3 separate regions of the Mus musculus genome follow, and all the other regions are linked to region 2. The links are chromatin contacts, called in public Hi-C and HiChIP or PLAC-seq maps. All regions are on one chromosome and are shown on one strand. Each heading gives the region's core, a stretch centred on a gene start, on an enhancer-like site or on the middle of the called end of the contact. The rest is flanking DNA. Distances are from core to core; before and after follow the strand shown. Region 1 overlaps Pdzd2 (PDZ domain containing 2). Region 2 holds the start of Pdzd2 (PDZ domain containing 2). Region 3 overlaps Pdzd2 (PDZ domain containing 2).

What was found. A called contact is a pair of places that touch in the nucleus more often than the background predicts. HiChIP or PLAC-seq counts read pairs in DNA pulled down with a chosen protein or histone mark.
Region 1: a contact with region 2 is called in a Hi-C map of embryonic stem cells, with 2.1 times the contacts expected there. The contact joins the enhancer-like site here to the promoter of Pdzd2 in region 2. A contact is called at or near these places in 3 of 39 promoter capture datasets (the 3T3-L1 cell line, embryonic stem cells and hippocampal neurons), 3 of 484 Hi-C or Micro-C datasets (all in embryonic stem cells) and 1 of 115 datasets of contacts at active chromatin or transcription factors (stem cell-derived neural progenitor cells).
Region 3: a contact with region 2 is called in an H3K4me3 HiChIP or PLAC-seq map of embryonic limb bud, with 4 times the contacts expected there. The contact joins the enhancer-like site here to the promoter of Pdzd2 in region 2. A contact is called at or near these places in 5 of 39 promoter capture datasets (the 3T3-L1 cell line, embryonic stem cells, hematopoietic stem and progenitor cells and 2 more), 1 of 15 datasets of contacts at CTCF or cohesin (the NIH/3T3 cell line), 3 of 115 datasets of contacts at active chromatin or transcription factors (embryonic limb bud, heart atrium and stem cell-derived neural progenitor cells) and 2 of 9 other capture datasets (adipose tissue and embryonic stem cells).

What each region holds. Positions count from the first base shown.
Region 1 is chr15:12,477,976-12,481,454 of GRCm38.p6, forward strand. All of the region lies in intron 3 of Pdzd2 (PDZ domain containing 2), which reads right to left. Among named protein-coding and RNA genes, the nearest start is that of Gm52211, 12 kb to the right of the region's middle. Within about 2 kb of position 1,421, at least 68 of the 459 cell types and tissues checked have an H3K27ac peak or open chromatin away from gene starts, as enhancers often do. A contact at or near this core is called in embryonic stem cells, where this site is marked.
Region 2 is chr15:12,738,452-12,741,795 of GRCm38.p6, forward strand. Pdzd2 (PDZ domain containing 2) reads right to left here and starts at 1,441. Exons shown (of 26, transcript NM_001081064.2): 1 at 1,166-1,441.
Region 3 is chr15:12,448,754-12,452,438 of GRCm38.p6, forward strand. The region is part of intron 4 of Pdzd2 (PDZ domain containing 2); the gene reads right to left. Among named protein-coding and RNA genes, the nearest start is that of Gm52211, 41 kb to the right of the region's middle. Within about 2 kb of position 2,243, at least 19 of the 459 cell types and tissues checked have an H3K27ac peak or open chromatin away from gene starts, as enhancers often do. A contact at or near this core is called in embryonic limb bud, where this site is marked.

The DNA of each region.
Region 1 (3,479 bases), core at 171-2,670, 260 kb before region 2:
AATTTTGAGCCAGTGGGATGGTTCAGCAGGGAAAAGCTATTCTGTGCAGAACTGACAGTGTGGTACTGGTCCCTGGGACCTCTAATGGTAAGAAAGAGCTAACTCCTGAAAGTTATCCTCTAACCCCCACACGCATGCTGTGGAACCTGGACACGTACCCACCCACCCACCCACCCACCCCACGGGCACAGAGGGAGTAAGAGAACTAGAATAATAAAGTTTAAAAAGATGCCTACAGAGTCCATGCACCAGCTGCAAGAACTATGGTGAGGAATGTATATCCCAAACGACTGTTCTTTAATGAAGGTTACAGTAAAGCAAGGCTTTCCACAGTGAAAAGCAGCAACCAATTTGCTTCACCAGCCCTGGTGATGATCACTGAGTGTTTAGAACGGATCTCCAGGCTCTGAGCAGCATCCCACAAGCCTGCAACTGACGTCGAGGAATCCGAGGTTTTCTGTAATCAAAGGGTCTGAATCCAGACATTTGCATCACATAATTATTCCTCATCACTCTCTTTCATGATACCCCTTCTCCACTCGAACCTGAATTTCCGAGTGCTGCACTCATGATACAATTAACCATGGGCATCGATGTCTCAAAATCATTACAATAGACTTTCAATGGGGCACATCCAACTTTACACTGAAGGCCATTTAAAGAGATGTTAGGTCCTGGCACCTCTGTAAGTATAATAATTACAACTTAGTAAAGGGGCATAATGTTAGAAAAATGGCTGATTTCCTTTAAAGATGCTGACTAGATTTTTCCTTCCAAAAAATACAACAAAAACCAAGGAGATGTAACTTGGTTCAAAATGTAGTCAGAAACAGAAATAAAACCTATATTCAAAATTGAAGCAATGGACATCTGTGGCACATATATACACAGAAATGCAATTCGGCAGTACAAAGGAACAGACTTTTGATACATAAAACTGTGCAGATGAATCCCAAATGCATTATTCTATCTGTACTAGTTAGTGTTAACAGTCATGACATCAAACATGGTCCTCGGCCACCAAATCTTCCTTGCTTTTTGCCCCATAAGCCAAGATCGTTACACTTCCATTGCCTTCTGTGGGCTTCCAAAATCCTGCCAATCTGTAATATTTAGCGTTAATTTCTGGCGAACTGCTTGATGCTTGCAACCTCAAAGCTGTTGTGCTCCGACCTGGTGTTTTACATTGTCCCTCTGTTACATATGAGGGGGAAACCGTCACTTGGTCACGTCTCCTGGACTGGCTCCTCTTAGTGTGCTTTAGTTGTTAATCTTTTCTAATTTTTAAAAATGTGTAAGTTAGGGAAATGGCTCAGTGTTTAACAAGCTTGTATGCGCACAAGAGCCTCAGTTTGGATATAGCAAGCCTGGGTGAGTCTCCCTCCCCCAGCGTCAGGCTTTGGAACGCTTGGTCCCTCACTGATACTGAGGTTTGTGGATGCTTAGGAGGTGTGGCCTTGTTGGAGGAAGTATGTCACTGGGGGCGGGCTTTAAGGTTTTCAAGCTTAAACTGTTCATTCCCAGCCTGCTTGGAGTTCAGCTTGCAAGCCACCAGCTTCCTGTTCCTGTTGCCGAACCTTGACTTCACCAGCATGAACTCTAACCCCCTGGGGCTGTTAGCCCAGATCTTTTGTAAATTGCCTCGGCAATGGTGTTTCATAACAGCAATAGAGAAATAACCAGTACACAGGGGGTTCCCCCAGAGCAAGCTGGCTGGTAGGACTAGCTGTATCAGTATGCTCTGAGTTTGATTGAGAGAGTCTGCCTCAATAAGATGGAAGAGCTACAGGGGATGATGGCTCCTGATATTAACCTTGGGGCTCAGCTGGGCAGTGGTGGCGAACACCTTTAATCCCAGCACTTGGGAGGCAGAGGCAGGGGGATTTCTGAGTTCGAGGCCAGCCTGGTCTACATAGTGAGTTTCAGGACAGTCAGGGCTACACAGAGAAACTCTATCTTGAAAAAGCAAAAACAAACAAACAAACAAACAAAAACCCTTGTGGCTCCATACACAAGCATGTGTCCCACACATATACATGCATGTACACACACACACACACGATAATAAAGAAGAAAGTAAGGTTATCTTTGAACTAACGAACAAAGCAGCTGGAACAAGCTCTTCTCCCTCATCAAGTCTCTAGGTAATTCTACCACAGGAGGTGTTACTGCAGCCCAGCAGGGGTAAACAGGCTTAAAGTCACTGGAAATGACTGAAACCACTGAGCACAAGGCTCCCGTGTTAATGTTTCAATAAAATCTTTTGTTCGGTTCTGCTAAAGCCTTTTCAGTCTCCTCCTTTCCCCCTTTAGGCCACCCCTGGCCAACCTGTGAGTGCTGGCATGTCAGGACCCACTCTTCTGGGGGAAGGAGGGCTTCTCAGAGCTGAGGCTCATAGAACTCACGAAGCCCCCTATTCCTGTGTCTCCACACTTTCACACTGCCCATATACACCTGCTTAGGAATCAAAGTCCAACTCAGAACAGCCCCCGCCTCACAAAATTTCCCCCCAGCCTACAGCCCTGCATAGCATCAGGTGACCTTGGCTATGAAAGCACATGCAACCATTATTGTTATCATTCTGTCCAAGCTCCTCCCCACAGTTACCTAGCAACAGCCAGGGAGGCCTGGCTATAAAAGGGGTTGCTTGCCCCCTCCTCCCTCTCTTGTTCTCCTGTCCCCTTGCCCTTCGCCCCCTCCCTTCCCCCTCTCTCCACATGCTCATGGCCAGTCTCTACTTCTCTCTCCTCTCTCTTCCCTCTCCCCTCCCCACTTTCTCTGCCTCTACTACTTTCTTAACTCCCCTCCCCGTGCCCTGAATAAATTCTATTCTATACTATACCATCGTGTGGCTGGTCCCTCAGGGGGAAGGGATGCCTCAGCATGGGCCCCGCTGAGACATCCTCTTCCCCCATACCTTACCACATCACCACAGAACATATCTCCTCTTTTTTTATCTTTTTATACAAACACATCAATTATCATATGGTAAATTCACATATTCTTCTAGTATGGATGAATTCTTTATATTTTATGTATATTGTCTCTTTGTGCCTTCTTCCCCTAAACTCGTGCAGCTCCGAGGAGACGTGTAGTGGCTGCCCAACACTGAGACTAATCAGCATGGACTACCCGAGTATCTCTTCCTGGCTGTGCAGAACCATTTCCTGGGAGGATGAATAAAGCTTTATTTTAGGGGGAATCTGCTTGTTGAACATCTGCAGCAGATTTTCACAGATATTAAAAGCTGTCTGGTTTCAAATCAGACTTGGAACACACAGTCCAAACCTCTGTCATTCGAAAAGGCTAGATCTTGAAGCTTTTTGCCACCCAGGACAACAAAAGAGGGGGGAAGGAAGGCAGCCACTGCCTTCTGGATACAAAACAACATCCTGGGACTTGCATATACTTGCTCACCTGCAGCATCTGCTTTAGATCGCAGTGGAAAAGTGATTGCAAAATGAGCAGAGAGTGTGAAA
Region 2 (3,344 bases), core at 191-2,690:
CCAAATAGAAGAAGAAATTCATGGAGCTAGAACAACCACCCACAGCCAGGGGTGTGCTCTGAGAGATTTTATTCCGCCCTCACAAGCAGTCCTCCCACACCACACCTGCCAGCGTGTACCTACCTGGCTCCCACCCAGAAGGCACGGGCCAGAAAAAGCTGACCCAGTAGAAACAGTCGAGACCCTATCGCCCAAGCCTGGAGCAGAGATGAATGTGGGAGGTTCCTCCCCCCCCCCCCCCCCAAGAGAAGTGCTGTGAAGATTCAGGGGTGTGTCTGCAAGAGAAACTCACTTTCTTTGGTCACTCCACAACCACTTAACCTTCAGGAGCTTCATTGTGACTTGTCAAGCAAAACCCATGGAAGAGGCAAGCCCCAGCTCAGGCCTCCACAATGCCCAAATCTCCAGTATATGCCTGGACTCTGGAATGCCCCAGTGTCCGACTTTCCAGTGTTTGCCACCAGCACATGCCAGACCTGGTGTGACTCCAGGGTCCCTTATCAAGAGCTATGCAGAGAGCAGGGCTGCTGAAGGGCCGCTGGTAAACTTCTGTCCAGGGTCCTAGATGCTCCCCCCACCACAATTCAGTCTTGTGCTTCATTGGGAAAGGCGGGCAGGTGGTTTTTTTTTTGGGGGGGGGGACTTCAGGAAGAAATACTTTCCTACTGGAACATCCCTTATCTCCCTGGCAGATGACATTAAACCCCCAAAGATGCCCTTGCTCTTCATGCGGACTCTTTCTCGCGCCACTTAGTGGGCAGGGGGGTTAGCGAGAGATGAAGCGCGGGAGGATGGTCCTTAAAACAGTAACTGGCTAAGGTAGAGAGACAAACCAACACACTGGGATAAGGATTCTTGGCCCGATTTAGGCGTCCCAGGCAAGGCGCCTCCGGTTATCCCGCTGTCTCCATCTCGCTCCGCCCAACCTCTCTCCTCCACTGTGCCCCTCTTACCTCCCACTAGAAGGAAGAGGAGTTTGCGCCACCTAACGCGGGGACCCACTTGGGTGCCCTCACTCGCCTCTTTGCTTGAACTGGGATCCCCACACCCGATTGTCACTGAACTTTCTCCAGCGCACACCGTCTTGGGGTTATCGAGCTCAGCTACCCCGCTAGCCCACCCGAAGCCCCACCCCCGTCGCGGCTGCGGCGCCAGGTCTCTTCACCTGTTCGCGGATCGGCGGAGGCTCGAGCCGCTCCTGGAGCGTCCAGACTCAGGCGCCGCCCGGCGGTGCCGGCGCAGCTACCGCCGCCCCTGCCACCACCACCACCGGTGCTGTTGCCGCGCCTGCCGGGAGAAGCCGCGCCGCAGGGGTTTGCTGGTTGCCGCCGGAGGCGCGATCCCGAGCGTCTTGCGATCGGTGGGGCGCTTGGAGGGCGCCCGCCGCAGCCGCCCCGCCGCGTCCCACTGCCCGCCGCTAGTACGCACTGGCGCTGGGAGTGAGCTTCTCGCTGCGCAGCGCAGGGATGCTCCGAGCCTCCAGAATGGGCGGGGATTCCTTCCCTCTGCTGGATCCGAGGGGCGGGAACTACCTTCCCGGAGTGACAGGCCCAGGGGGCGGGGATTCCCCTGCAGGAATGACAAGGTGGGCGGGGATTCCCCCGAGCAAGCCCCTGAGCGGGGAGGACCGCTCTCCCAGGGAAACAGCAGTCCTAGTGCGCCGGCTTCCTGGGGATCCTGGGAGGAACCGATCCAGGGAGACTGCGGCTCAGAAACGCCATGTAGGCAGGGCTTGGGGCGCCATCTAGGTGGAAGAACTAGAGCTAGGAGGTTTAATTTCCTTTTGCATAGCACTTAACATAGCACATAGCGGAGAAAAATGTCAATTGCCTTATCAGAGATTGGGTGGGGAGGCCCAGGGAGACCGGAGAAAAGCCAACCATCCATCCACTGGCCTCTGGTCCTTAGGATACTTAATATAGTCTTGGTATGAGCATTCCTCGGGAGAGAGAACCTCTTTGCGTCTTAAGAACCTCAGAGCTGTTAATCCTTCAATTAAGCCGCTAGAGGAAATTCCATGGGCCCCAGGATGGAGGATTTGGACGTTGTGAACCTCCTTCTGAGTGAACCTCAAGAGCTAAGGCCAACTGCCCTTCGTTTTATTCCAGGTCACTGGGAAAACGGGAGCCTCTAGCTTTTTGGATGCTTCATCCCACAGATTTTCAGGAAGTCTTCAAATATTTTTGGTTCCCTTTTTTTTTTTTTTTTTTTTTTTGTCATCCTTGTCATTCTGCCTACCACAGGGAGAGGACGATAAGAACATAATAGGGAGACCGCACGGCTCTGCAAATTAAGCTCTCTTGAGAGGAAAAAGCTGGTCTTTTTCAAGTGCTGGCAGATAAGGGTAAAAACATAGGAAAAATTACAAACCTCGGGATCATGAGTTGGTGAATAATGCTTTTGACATTTTCTGCAGAACAGTAATTGGAAATCTTTTGCTTTGAGGGAGGTGAGGATACGTTGGAGCATGGCTAGGCTCTAGATTTGCCCAGCAAAGCATTAAGAGCTGCTCTCTTGGAAGAGCAGCTACGTCACCTGCAGCCCTCATGGAGTGTCCCTCAGCACCAGAGACCAGAGTAGACCCAAGGCGTTTCTAGATAGTATTTTCAGCAAGTGTTGGGGTTCTTGGATTCAGCTTTTCCTTGGCGTTTATAATTCCCAATCCACAGAGATCAATGTCTATACAAATCCAGGCCTGGGTATTATAAACGGCAGTCTTCACCGCCTGAAAGCTTCTCCTCCTGTCTATAGAGAAAACCCTTACCATGCAGAACGGAGCAGTGGATTGTTCTGTGTAGCGCTTAGGAGGTGTTCAATGAAATAGGCACCATTGCCTAGAAAGGTGTTATTAGGATGCCACTAAAAATCCTCCCACAATTATGCAGTGCTATCTGTTTGTTCAGCGATCCCAGGCTCAGCTGCCACCACCCCCTCCCAATCTCAGGAGCCATGAAGAGGCCACCTGTGTCTTTTAAGCCTCTGTACTCCCCACCTGGCACAGCGCTGCTATGCATCCAGCTCGCAACTGAATATGCAAATGGTCACCACTCCAAAGGTTCTCATTGCTCCCTCTCACTCAGCCGGTTCCAGTCCTTCCAGCCCGCTCTGTGCTCCAACAAGAAGAGTGTTTCTTTTGTCAGAAGGACACTCTCCCTTTCCAGGCTCTACTGAGATCCCTCACAACACAAGCATCAGGTGCCCTCTTCCTCCTCATCTGCTACAAAAGTAGCACTTCATTCATGACAACAGAGCCCTTCCCAGGTGTGCTAAGTTGAGGAGCTGGGAGTACGTGGAAGCAAAAAACAGATCTTAGGATGTTTCTAAAGTTCAGTGCATCATGGTGT
Region 3 (3,685 bases), core at 993-3,492, 290 kb before region 2:
TAAAAATAGACTTCTTCATTGTATATGTATGTGGCGTGTGTGTGTGTGTGTGTGTGTGTGTGTGTGTGTATGTTGAGGGTACGGGAGATGTACATTCTTTATGCATGTGAGGGCTGAAGGTTAATTCTGGGTGTCTTCTTGGTTAAGGTCTCACTGAACCTGGAGCCTCTGGCATGGCTAGACTGACCCACACCACCAGCACTGGGTTAGAGACATGTACACACCTGCCTTTACATGTGTGCTAGGCATCCAGACCCAAGTCCTCATGTGGTCCAGCAAGCACTTGGCCATCAGAGCCATGCTATCACCCCCTCTTCTCTACTTTTATTCAATAAGATGATTTCCCCACAATCAAATGCAGAAATTCTAAGGGGGAGCTCCAATGAGATTAATGAACACGTCCTCGCTTGTAATATTTCGGTCTATTGGAGGAGTTCAAATGAAGACATAGCATCAGAGGAAAATGCTATCAGTTATCAATTAACTGTATAATTCTTTTTTTATTTATTTTTTAATTAGGTATTTTCCTCGTTTACATTTCCAATGCTATCCCAAAAGTCCCCCATACCCACCCCCCAAAAACTGTATAATTCTTGCTGTGAAATTTAGCTGATTGGGGCTAAAGGAAGGCTTACTTAAAACTGAAACAAATATTTCAAATTCACTAGGCTAGTGTCAGTCTGGGTCAAATGCAAATAGGCTCTCCTAAACAGAACAATAGTGGATGTAGTTCCAACTGCCGGCTTACAACTCCACCCTAGTTTCTAACTCAGACATCATAGACTCCTGGATTTCTCATCTCAGCAGGAAAAGGCTAACAAATAGAGAGTGTGTCAGCTTCACATCCATGTATAGATCCCACATCAAGTTCCTCATCTTCTCCACCAGCACTCCTACCAAAGCCACTAGTGCCCTTGGCTTGAGCGGTCATAAAAGCCTGCAATCTGGTCTCTGAGCTCACCAGTTGGTTCTACAGGATATTCGCTACTAAACATCCAAAGGAAATGCTTTAGAAGGACAAGCCAGAACATCCCCTGCTTCTGCCCCTCAGGGGCTGAAACAAGCTGTGGGCTGAGAACAAGGCCCATACTCTGTGGTCCTGTGGACATGCCCTTCTGACTACCATGAACATTCATGGGGTTGTTTGAGCTTACTGAGAAGTGAGCTCTCAAACTTGTGCTCCCCTATTTCAGAACCGGGTTTGTCTCCGAGTTCCTTGTCTGGGGATTGGATGGCCACCCTAACACTGTAACAGAGAGGGAAACAAAGAAACAAACAAACAAACAACAACAATACACAACACTGTAGCTTTCAGAAAAGTTAGAGGAGGAACCAATTCCAAGAGGCATTCAAACTTGTTTATCCATGGGGGAGTAAGAGAAAGGACTGAAGGAGCTGAAGGTGTTTGTAGCCCCATAGAAAGAACAACATCAGCCAACCAGACCCCCCAGAGCTCCCAGGGACTAAACCACCAACCAAAGAGTACACATGGCTCCAACCCCATATGCAGCAGAGGATGACCTTGTCGGGCATCAATGGGAGGAGAGGCCCTTGGTCTTATGAAGGCATGATGCCCCAGTTTAGAGGAATGCCAGGGCAGGGAGGAGGGAGTGGGTGGGTGGGAGAACACCCTCACAGAAGCAGAGGAAGAGGGGATGGGATAGAGAGTTTGGGGTGGGGTGGGGGGGAGGCCAGGAAAGAGGATAACATTTGAAATGTAAATAAAGAAAATATCCAATAGAAAGTGTCTACTATGGAGAGGAGAAGCTGGAAGGTCAGTCGTTGGAAGCTCAACCCTGGTGAAGGCTCAGTCAGGACTGCAGCTGACTGTCTCAAGCCAGTTTCAGCTGGACACTGTGAGCTCCGTATTTGATGGTGTTCTCTCTCTCCGTTGGCATTCATTCTTTACTTGAAGCCCCACTGGAGGAGGGGTCCTTTTGATCTGCCTAGGAGTCTCTTTATTGGGAACTCAACTGGCTGCCTTCGGGGGGCTTCCCCAATTTGATTTCTGCGGGGTGTTTTGAATACTTGGTTTAATGGTATTTTGATAGCTACCTATCTAATTGCTATACTCTGGCTGGCTACACACTTTTAATCAACTCACTGGAAAAGGATGTACTATGGCTATCATAGATCATTCTCTGGACTGTACAAAACAACTTGCTAAGCTATCCTGTCCTCTCCTAGGGCTGTTTCGTGTTCCTGGAACAACCTATTGCTCCTGCTGTTTGCAGCTGCTTTTGCTGGTTCTCCTGAGACCTTCTCATAGGGCTGGTCTTCCAGGACATGGCTCAGCTCACATAGCACCTCTTTAGGGAGCTCGCTTTTGCTGACACCTGATATCAACTACCGCTGCGGGTGACAGTCCCGACAACTCCCCTCTTCACGTTAGTTTAGGTTACTAGTGGCATTTGTCATTATCTGATATTTTATAGGCTCCTTTATTGCTTATAACCCCTTCTGAGTTCTAAAAGACATGGAGCCAGGGAGCCAGTTCAGCTAACGCACCAAATGGATTCTCTAGCAACTAGGACACAGCATAGCAACATTCCATGAGCACAGAGGCAGTAACCAGTGTAGAATGCTTATCTGCAAATCTTACGGTTCTCTGGGCACCACTGAGGTAGACATTAAGAGGTTCTTCCAGAAGGGAGACCTGTGTGTTTGCCAGTGACTGGCTTGTGGACATAGATCTAGCTGTAGAGACAACTGAATTCCAAGACAGGCCCTGTCTAGACAGATGGCTTGAGCATTCGTTTCCTATTAGAATGGCTTAAAGGGCAATGACACACCTGTGAGTTTATGGAGAAAAAGCCAAATGATGAAAAACAGGCATCTATGGGCTTCTGTACTAACGACAGAGGGTTAGCCTTTCCTGTAAGCCACGGCTACTGTGTGAGTTCACACACTGGCAACGCTTCACTGAAACCAGCACCAGGATTTATTTACTAAAACAGGGCAGCACATGAGAGAGCTGCCAGGTAGCATTTAAATGACCTCATTTCTGCTGCAAGCCAAAAGAGCATTATATAATAGCATCTTTGCCCCACATGTGAGAAGACACATCATTGAAACAGAATTTCACTGCAGTAAATGTTTGGCCCTCCCTGCAAGCCTATTCTGAAAGCATTTGCGTCTCCCTTCTTATTTAGGATAATCAGTAAGAAAGGAAAAATGTTTAGTCAGGGCTTAAAGCCCCTTAGTCACCAGATCACAGTGCTCAGTTTACAGGCGAGAGATCAGCCCAGAGAAAAAACAAGGCAGTTTGGAGGCCACAGCGATGTGGACAGAGGAACTGAGGTTAGAATCTATTGTCCCATCTATTCTTGGTGTCTCAGGGCATCTTCATTAATAAGGATATACAAAGCACTCCAGGTGCAAGGCATGGAGCTAGATCTGGTGACAGGAAGACATATACGTGGGGTTGGAGAGATGGCTCAACGGTTCAGAGCACTGGATGCTCTTCCAGAGGTCACAGGTTCAATTCCCAGCACCCACGTGGCAGCTCACAACTGTCTGAAACTCCGGTTCCAGGGGATCTGGGCACTCTTACATACATGCAGGCAAAACAATGCAAATGCAAGTTAAAAATATAAAAAAAGAAGACATATAAGGCCCCCCCTTTGTGGAGTAAAATAGGAACACAGAGACACCATATGGTCATTGGAATATTTTCAGATTACGT